2 separate regions of the Rattus norvegicus genome follow, and region 1 is linked to region 2. A link is a contact called in public Hi-C data. All regions are on one chromosome and are shown on one strand. The core of a region is the stretch at or near the end of the contact, and the rest is flanking DNA. Distances in the headings are between cores, read along the strand shown.

Region 1 (4,676 bases), core at 211-2,710, 1.1 Mb after region 2:
CAAATATTCTTTTTCCTCATGTGTCGTGGTTAACTTTAACAGTCAACTTTAGAGTCATTTGAGAGGAAAGCCTCAAATGAGGACTACCCCTGGTAAGATTACAGTGTGCAGGAATGTTCTGCAGGGGTTGCCTTACTGATATTGGGGAATCCAGACTAGAGTGAGAGACCTAATTCCCTAGGCTGGTGGTCCTGAGATGTGTAAGAATTCTGCGCATGAGCCTGGGAGTGAAGCAGCAAATGACATTTTTCTATCACTTCTACTTCAAGCCCCTCCTTCAGTTTCCGTCTTGAATTCCTTCAGTGATGGATTCTAAAGCATGAGATGAAATAAACCCTTTTCTTCTCTACGTGACCTTTGACTTTTTATCATGGCAGCTGATCATCACTTTTTTATCAAGAGCGTCTAATTCATTATTTTCAGCGGAAATTATAATTTATAATCTGGCAGGGAGCTTTTATAATAGTTGACATTGTCCTCATGAAAACATGAGAAGTAACGAATTCATTTTAACCTAATATTTGTATTTGTTAGTAGTTGCATATCCTACCTATGTTCCAGAAGGTGGCCCCACCTTCATGTACAAGCTAATGATCTGACGTCCATGGCTAGAATCAATTTTCTGTCATTTTAATTTATTAGCAGTGGTGATTACCACTGATACAATGTATGTCCCCTCTGACCTCAACCTCCCATTGCATCCCTCTTTCTATGAACTAAGCATGTTGTTAATATGGACTTTTACACCGTGAGGACTATACTTGTATTAGCCTTTTAGCAACACTGTCAAAGCCATATCTTCCTCATCATTTCTTTTACTGTGAAATCTGTTGACTGTACAGGAAACATCTTCACAGTCTGAGTTAAATGTGTGAACAACAGCTCTTTTCTCTTTACTACAGAAATAGCTAGAGGATGGACAGGAAACATTTGGCAAAATGTCTTCCTTGGGTCACACAACAGAAATGGGAGGAGGTTCTGTTCTCACTGAAAATGCCGCTGTTACTTAAATGGCTTATGTCTCAGAAAGTGTGACCGTGACCGATGTCCTAAATAAACATAGATGGACATACATTTCCACTAATAATCACATGCCTCACAAAGTTTTATTACATGGCTAATATAGAATTAACCCAAAAACTATGGCTAATTCCATCCACAACAGATTTAAGTAGGGTATTCTCTAAGCGTCTCCATTGTAGGTAGTTCAAGGTCATGAATCTCAGATTTCTTAGCCATTAAAGCAAGGTCTTAAGGGGACAGCCAGATATAATGTATAACAATGCCATAATTATTTTAGCATGATCATTAAATACTTCATGGTTATATTTCTAAATATTATTTGTCAATAACATCTTATTTTAGGACCATTAAGAATTCATAGGCAAGGGAGAGGAAATGATTGGCATTTTTCCTCTCAGAGGTAAATTTAAAATGGGTTGTTGCGCCATCTGTTGGCAGCTCTAAAGCCATCCAATGGAGACGCCAAGCTCGTTCATATTTTTAACAGCATGTTTCATTTTTACCCCCGCTCTCTCTGGAAAGGCTTTCAAACATGCTTTCTGAACCTCATGCAAGGTGAGCCTAAATGCCAATAATTACGATTCTTTAAAAACTATTGTGAAGTTGTGAGCTTTACATCACGTGCTTTATTCCCTTTTTCACATGTCTTCAAGGAGGTAGAGATTGTTTTCCCTTCTTCTTAAACGCATACCACTTTGGATTCTATGGTATAAAAAAAAAAAAAAACAAAAACAGGATCATTTGGACGCTGAGAACTAGTATTTAAAATGGAACCCCACCCCCACCCCCAACTCCAGACTCACTCCAGGAAGCTAAAAGCTGCAAAATGAAGCAAGCAAGCGGCTTCCCTGGCTACAATCATCTAACTATACTTCTTCCCATAGGCATGCTAACAGAGTCTTTCCCCAAATGACACTTTGTGATGTATCATACATATGCATGATTCCATCCTGCCAAGGAACAGGAAGCAACGTGGCGAGTGCTTTTGTGAAAGGGATGGTTTGAGTCAAAGTTGTGGTGAATAAAAGTACATTCATGAACAAAGAACAAAGGAAATTCCTTTCCATTAGAAAGAATGCATTTTTTTTGTATAGCACTGGAGAGATAATTAAAAAGCACAGTTCTTTATTCGGCACCGTGCGTCTCTTTGAACTGTCAAGATACACATGGAAAGGTGTTTTGTGTTTATGGAACAGAAGATAAAGTGTGTCTCTTTTAGGGTAAATAAAAGGGGCACATTGTTTCGGTAAATAATTCTAATATAAAAAAAAAGATAGACTTATTCTCCCACTATCAATCCACTGAGAATAAACACTAAGTTTTTGGGAAGGTCTGCATTGTAAAGTTTGTCCAATTGCTACCTCAGGCCATGTTGCAGGGCCAGCTGAAGGTGACTTGAGAACAATAGAGACGTCAATAAATTATGGAACCCAAAAGTCTCTCCTTGAATTAGGACACAGTAGCCACTTCTACAAAGGTTACATAACCATATTCAATGTTTGGAAACAGTCATGAAACTAAACGGTGGAACTGCTGATACACACTGCGGGCCTAACAGTAAGCCATGTTGTTTGAAAATGAACCCTTATCGAGTGCGTCCCACGAAGAATGGCTAACATGTCCATGACAGAACTTTGTGGAAATAATCAGAGGTTTTCATGAGAATGGGATGCTTTAGAGTTGAAACTCCCTCTGCGACCAGGACCATTGGTTATGTCTTCACAATGATGGGGAAGTGATGCGTCAGAAAATGCAAATCCATTTTAGCTAGTATGAAATACTTCATTAGTATGAACACTGTGCTGCGGTTTGGATTGTCACCCCATCATTTCCTTTGTCTCCACACTCCCTTCTATCCACCTGGACTTAGATACCGTAGTTCAATAGTGCATAGATATAAAATGGCCCATACATATACAGCCACCAAACTAGATAACATGGATGAAGCAAAGAAGTGCAGGCTGACAGGAACGGGATGTAGATCTCTCCGGAGAGACACAGCCAGAATATGACAAATACATAAGTGAATGCCAGCAGCAAAACACTGAACTGAGAACAGACCCCCGTTGAAGGAGTCAGAGAAAGGACTGGAAGAGCTTGAAGGGGCTTGAGACCCCATATGTACAACAATGCCAAGCAACCAGAGCTTCCAGGGACTAAGCCACTACCTAAAGACTATACATGGACTGACCCTAGACTCTGACCTCATAGGTAGCAATGAATATCCTAGTAAGAGCTCCAGTGGAAGGGGAAGCCCTTGGTCCTGCCAAGGCTGGACCCCCAGTGAACAGGATTCTTGGGGGGTGGGCCGTAAAGGGGGAAGGATGGGGAGGAGAACACACATATAGAAGGGGAGGAAGAGGAGTTAGGGGGATGTTGACCCGGAAACTGGGAAAGGGAATAACAATTGAAATGTAAAGAAGAAATACCCAAGTTAATAAAGATGGAGAAAAAATAAAAAAAAATTAAAGAAATAACTACCATTCACAAATAAATTCACTACAGGAACCTTCTGCTCAAGATGTGTACTCCTTTCTGAAGCTAAGTTGTCTCTGAAATCAACAACAACCAAATACTTCTGTGCTTGCCAAAATTAATAAATACCCATTTCCATTTCTCCATCTCCAATTGGGTAACTACTCGGTTGGCTATGTCCCTCTTTTGGCTGCTTTGGAGCTTGTAATGGGTGAGGTAAATATTTACAGTCAAGTGTGAGTGTCCACAAGAGAGTCACCTTGGTCCAGATCGCAGCAAGCTTAGCATATTAAGGCTGACCAGGGAAAACAATGAAAATGTCAATAAGGGCATCATCAAACCCCACTAATGGCTATAGAGGCTATGCCTTATTAAAACAGGCAGCGAGCAGGAAGACACTGGAAACCCATCAGCTCACCCAGCTAGTCCTTTTTATTCTCAAATAGCATGAAACCAAAGGGAATTTGAAAGAACCCATTTAAATGTGGACAAATTGTGGAACGCTAAATAACATTTTAAATATAAATTTACCAGAGGCGCACATGCAAAGATACGAATTTGTCAGCGACCACGTTTTTATTCACAATGTACTCACACTGATCTTTTGGAAACCGTTCTTATGTTGACTGATAAATAATAGTCAATTTTATACTGAATAGAAACCCCCTTAAATGTCCTAGCCATTCAAATATCGTTCCTGCTTTCTCAGATCCATCTTTAAGATGACTGACTGACAATCTGACCACAGAGACACAGAATTATACTTGCTAGATGTTCGCATCTTTTTTTCAAAAATGTGGGAACACTATACCTCGGGGTTCACATTATTTTTAGATTTATTTCAAATTCGCAGATCATATTATTAAAAACATATGTATAATATAAAGTAAAAGAGAGGCAAACATATACTGTGCTCGCCAAATAATTCTCTTTTCGTTACTATGAAAACTGGCAATTTCTTGAATATTTCAAAGGCCTTTGAACCACATGAAGTTCAGATACTTACAAACAGCATGTAGTTCAGTTCTTTCTGCAAACCAGTATAAAATTCTTAACTGACCTGAAGGGTACTTCTTGACTAGAATAGTATTTTAATGGAGTGTTAAGAAAAATGCATAATGAAGAAGGTGCCATTTAAGAGTTCCCTATAAATCAAAGCAGGGAATTATTGGTGTAAT
Region 2 (4,838 bases), core at 1,470-3,969:
CATTTTGCTGTGTAGCTGAGACCTAGGAGATTATATAAATATATACATATATATATACATATATACATATACACATGTATGTTTTTAAATGTCATTTCCCAAGTGCCGGACTGTGGATACCACCAAACTTTAATGATTTCTTCACACTGGCCAGAGAGAACCAAGAAATCTCAACAACAGAAATGAATTCTTTCAGAATGGCCATCTGCTATTGTAAAAAATGGAAAGGGGGAAATTACTCCCTGGCTCTTCTGGGAGTCCCACAATGAACAAGGACTTTATCTCCTGGCCAAGGGTACAACAGTATGAGTCATCACTCCTTTTTCTTTCACGCAATGCCAAAGGAGACTTCCTTTTGAAATTCTGACCAGCAGCCAAATAAGAACTCGGCTCAAATGTACATGCAGTGTGCCACGGACAGAGTGCTTGCTCCTTCCCCGGCCCTGAGACCAACCTTTCAGGGAGCTACACACTTCAGAGATTGGCAATCCCCATCTCCCTACCATCTCAAACTTTCTAGCCACTGGAAGAGAAAAATGGTAGGGAAGATTTTTAGGATTCAATTATGTGGGCCCTGATTTTTTCACTAGCTTTGCCTGCATGCCCATATAAGGCTGCCTGTGCCTCTGTGTATTCTATTCTACAGACAGAAATTTCGGCACTAAACTGCAAATATACATAGATATAGATATAGATATAGATATAGATATAGATATAGATATAGATATAGATAGTTATCAGGGCACAGACCATCTTAAGCACGGACCACCAGCCAAAGGGCTAATGCATACTTAACAATGTGCCTTCTATCACAGTATACACACATCCTCAGCCCTCCCTGTGGGCGGCTTCATACAGCAAGCATGAGCAAGCCACGGAAGGGGTGTGTGTGTGTGTGTGTGTGTGTGTGTGTGTGTGTGTGTGTGTGTACGCACATGCTTGTTTTCTCTTTCCCCACAAAATTCGATGTCTGTTACAGTGCATACAGTATTAAGAATCGAGATGATGATACCTATTATTGATGTGCCAAAGAAATGGCGAGCTCATTTATGAGGATCTTGTTAAACTTTAATCAACTGGCTAATTTAAAATCTCCATTATACTGATGAGCAGCAGTGGGGACCTGACCAAAGCTCTCTGGGAGTTTAAAAGGCTCTGAAGGGGACCAGGAGCCAAGTCTGGCTAGTTGCCCAAATCCCAAAAGCCTAAAGGAAACTACTAAGATCAATTTCAATCACGTCCCAGGGAGCAGCTTCTTTGAGGAGGAAAAATGGGGAGGGGGAGAGAAAGGCAGAGAGGATTGTGAACAATTAAGCCGGCATGTGGAGGTTTCAGCCAACACTTCGCTTTCCCTGCGTTTTAAAGCCTGGGAGGTTGTGAAACCCACGGAATATATTTCATCTGCTAATTCACTTGGAGGAAAAAAAAAAAGCCAGCCCAGAAGGGTAGAGAGATGGTCACGGAATCATCATGGTTTTAAAGACAATGGTAAAAGTGTTTGAGAATATATATATTTTTGCCACTCACAGAATCCTAAGACTTAGAAGGGGGAAGGGGTGTTTCTTTTATTTCCGTTGCCCCAAATTCTAGTTCCACTTAAATGCCGGAATTGGAGATTTTTCTTGCCCAAAGTAAGAACCGAAGCAACTAGGAATGGACTCATTGTCATATGACTGACAAGTCACTTGTGTGCAAACAGCACCCCCACACACACACACCCGCCGCGCAGTCAACAAGAAAAGCAGGTAAGAAAAACAAGGCAGACATACGTGAATGCTAAGACATTATCCAGAAGAAAAAGAAACTGTAAATGGCCTTGAGTTCAAAAAGAACCGCTGCGTTCCGCGAGCAATATCTTAAGACTTTTTTAAAAAATTGGATGTACAAATATCAAAACAAAACCAAAATCCTTAAATCAAATCTTTTGGCAGTCAAGGCAAGCTCGTTCATATGACAGGGTCCAGCTGTGGAGTTTGGAACTGGTACAAGCCCCAAAGTTGTGCCAATGGTTCAGGTCTGGATCGGCCAGAGGAATCTGGGGTCCCCCCCTCAGGTGTATGCTGCTCGGAAGCTCGGAATTAGCAAAAATGAAACAAAAACGAAGAAATAAAAACGTACTGGGAAGGAGAGCTCGCCTCCACACAAATGACAACTCTACTCCTCGCTCCCGAAGGCTCGCTCTACAGTGCCTTCACCATTCCAAGCAGCAGAAGGACATCTTAAGATCATTATTTTATTTTATTTTAAATTAGGCAAATGCTAATCATCATTAAAAAAGATGCACTTCCAAGTACACACCATCTTGCCTGCTCCTCCGCGCAACTCCCTCCTCGGCGCACCGGGCAGGTGAAAAAAAAAAAAAATCCGTATTTACCTGTTGCCAATATTCCTCCAGGGACGGCAGAGCCGAGAAGTAGCCCGTTTCGTGCACAATCTGTAGTTCCTGGAAGATGCTACACATTGGGAGCACATCCATGTCGGGTTGGAAAAGACAGTCCCCGCTGTCGGGAAAACAGGGAGGTGAACGATCAGGAGTCGGAGCAGAAACTGTTCCCGGGAGCGCAGGTGAAAGTTTCATGCAAACTGGATGGCGCTGCAATCGGACGCCGGGTCCGGACCCTCCCGCAGCCCGCAGCGCGCCGAGCCCACGCAATATTTGCAAACAGCGGACTGACTGCAAGCGTAACCCCTGCAAAACTTCCCTATTCAAAGCTCCGCTGCCAGCCTCCCCCCTCCTCCCCCGCTTGGCTCCCCCCACTCCTCCTCCCCCCACGTGACCAGCTTGGAGCTCCGCCCCCCACGGTACCCAATCCTGCCGCTCCTGTCCCGGGGGCTGCGCGACGATGATGTCAGCTCGCACCAATCGCCGGTGCGGTCACACAGCGGCCCCGCCTGGCGTGACCGAGCCTCTCCATTAAAGGCCTTCCTATTGGTGCAATTCGAACTCGGCCTGCGCTGATTGGAAAGACGTCTCGCAGGCTATTTTTAGCAGGGTATATAAGGCGAGGGCTACGGCGCGCCGAAGGAGTCGGCGCTGGGAGGTGCACAGCCTAACGTTGTAGAAGTGCGGCCGGAGCGGCCGGAGCTAGGGGAACCTGGCCGGGGCAACCGGGCACCTGTCCCCGCCGCCCGGCTGCTCGGTTGCACCTTCTGATCCGGTCACCCGGACCGGTACCCAGCAAATCAAGGGAGCAGACATATGCCCAATCCCCCTCATTCCTCCCGATAGTGGCCCGTGTTCCCGGATCCTTCCCTGGCCCTCCATTCTCCTTGATCCCCCGATTTCTCTCTTTGTCCCGAGTCCCCTCCGTACTCAGAGATGCAGAGGTGCCCCGGGGTAGGAGCAAACATGCCCTTATGTCCCCGTGTGGCAATGGGACCAAATGACCGAACAGCAGGGGGACTTGGTGCTCTAGAGTCACTGTGTGGTAGTTTCTGTCTGGATCCCTGGGGTGGAGGATGACAGGAGCCTGAAACTAAAATACCCCCACTTCCTACGCAGGCGGAGGGGGAAAAGCCAGAGCATCTCAAAAGCGCCCTACCTGACCTGTGTGTCAGATACACTCAGTTCTCAGGAATGAATTTTACCTACTCTAAGTTGGAAGTGCAGCTTTTAAGATCAAGATCGCATCGCTGACCCGGCGCCACCGCCACCCCGACTTGGAGAGCTGGACACTTACAGCTTAAAAAAAAATCCCTTTACTTGATGCACACAGTTTTAATTCAAAGAAGATGCAGATTCTGCTGCTAATGGGGTAGAAATGTGTTTATCTTTTAGAAGGCAGTCTCCAAGATGTCTCACGAAGGTTAACAGGCTTTCCCATTGTCGCGTAAACAATTTGAATTGTTTTTCATATGAATTGTCTCCCAAAGCACACCATGATATTCATTTAAAAGGAAAAACCAAAAAAAAAAAAAAAAGGAGGAAAGAGCAGCTAAAAGTTTTGAATAAAATTCCAATTATAATAACTTCGAAAATAATATTTAATGAACAGTATCCTTTTAAAAGTTATCAAACGTGTAAAATAAGTTGAAGAGAGTTTTCATATTTCATTTATGAGGTCTTGGAAAGATGCATGTATAGGCTTGACGGATTTGTAGGCAGGCTTAGTTATGAGCGCAAAGATGGGAAAAGTTATCTTACAATGCCTATTGTATGGATTATATGGAGGTGACCATTGGTCTTCATTTACCCTAGTGACAAAGAAGCAGACCTGTCCCTTACTGGGTTATGTGCCTGAATTCTGTTTCCCTGAAGGAAATAGAAATAGCTTTAGGATACACATGCATAGGTCGCACCAACTTCCCAGGGCGGCCCTTATATAGGAAAGAGCTTTATAATTAGCAGCAAGCATGTGACTTTGGAATAAACCAAGGAAGCGAGAATTACATCAAATCTATGAATGAAAGCCAGCTCCACAGAACTCATGGTAAAGGATTAGGGTGAAAGTAGAAGGCTCTGACTAAGTGAGGGCTTTAATAAGCCTAGAGGAGGCTGGGAAACCTTCGGGGTGTCATAATGAAGATATTGAAACTTGCCTTGGTGGATAGACGATTAGTCATCATTTTAACACATTCCCTTACATTCCCACAGAATGTAAAAAAAAAAAAAAAAGAAAGAAAGAAAAGAAAAGAAAAGAAAAGAAAAGAAAAAGAAATTCCCGGTCTCTTAAAAGCACTGCCAGTTAAATAGAAGATTTGCATAGTTTATTTTTACAAGAGTGAATTTACTTGGACATAATAGAGATACAATCAAAACTGCAACTTTCCGAAAAATTAATTAGTGTAAAAGTAGAGTACATTCATAGACTGAATCCTAAGCAGAAAAAACTCTATGA

What was found. A called contact is a pair of places that touch in the nucleus more often than the background predicts.
Region 1: a contact with region 2 is called in a Hi-C map of the A7r5 cell line, with 14 times the contacts expected there. The contact joins the enhancer-like site here to the promoter of Klf6 in region 2. A contact is called at or near these places in 7 of 12 Hi-C or Micro-C datasets (the A7r5 cell line, the Rat2 cell line, Schwann cells and 4 more) and 1 of 1 datasets of contacts at active chromatin or transcription factors (oligodendrocytes).

Annotation. Positions count from the first base shown.
Region 1 is chr17:70,599,586-70,604,261 of GRCr8, forward strand. No RefSeq gene overlaps it. Among named protein-coding and RNA genes, the nearest start is that of Akr1e2, 44 kb to the right of the region's middle. Within about 2 kb of position 1,461, at least 7 of the 93 cell types and tissues checked have an H3K27ac peak or open chromatin away from gene starts, as enhancers often do. A contact at or near this core is called in the A7r5 cell line, where this site is marked.
Region 2 is chr17:69,455,759-69,460,596 of GRCr8, forward strand. It overlaps Klf6 (KLF transcription factor 6), which reads right to left and starts at 2,720. Exons shown (of 4, transcript NM_031642.5): 1 at 2,375-2,720. The coding sequence starts at 2,578.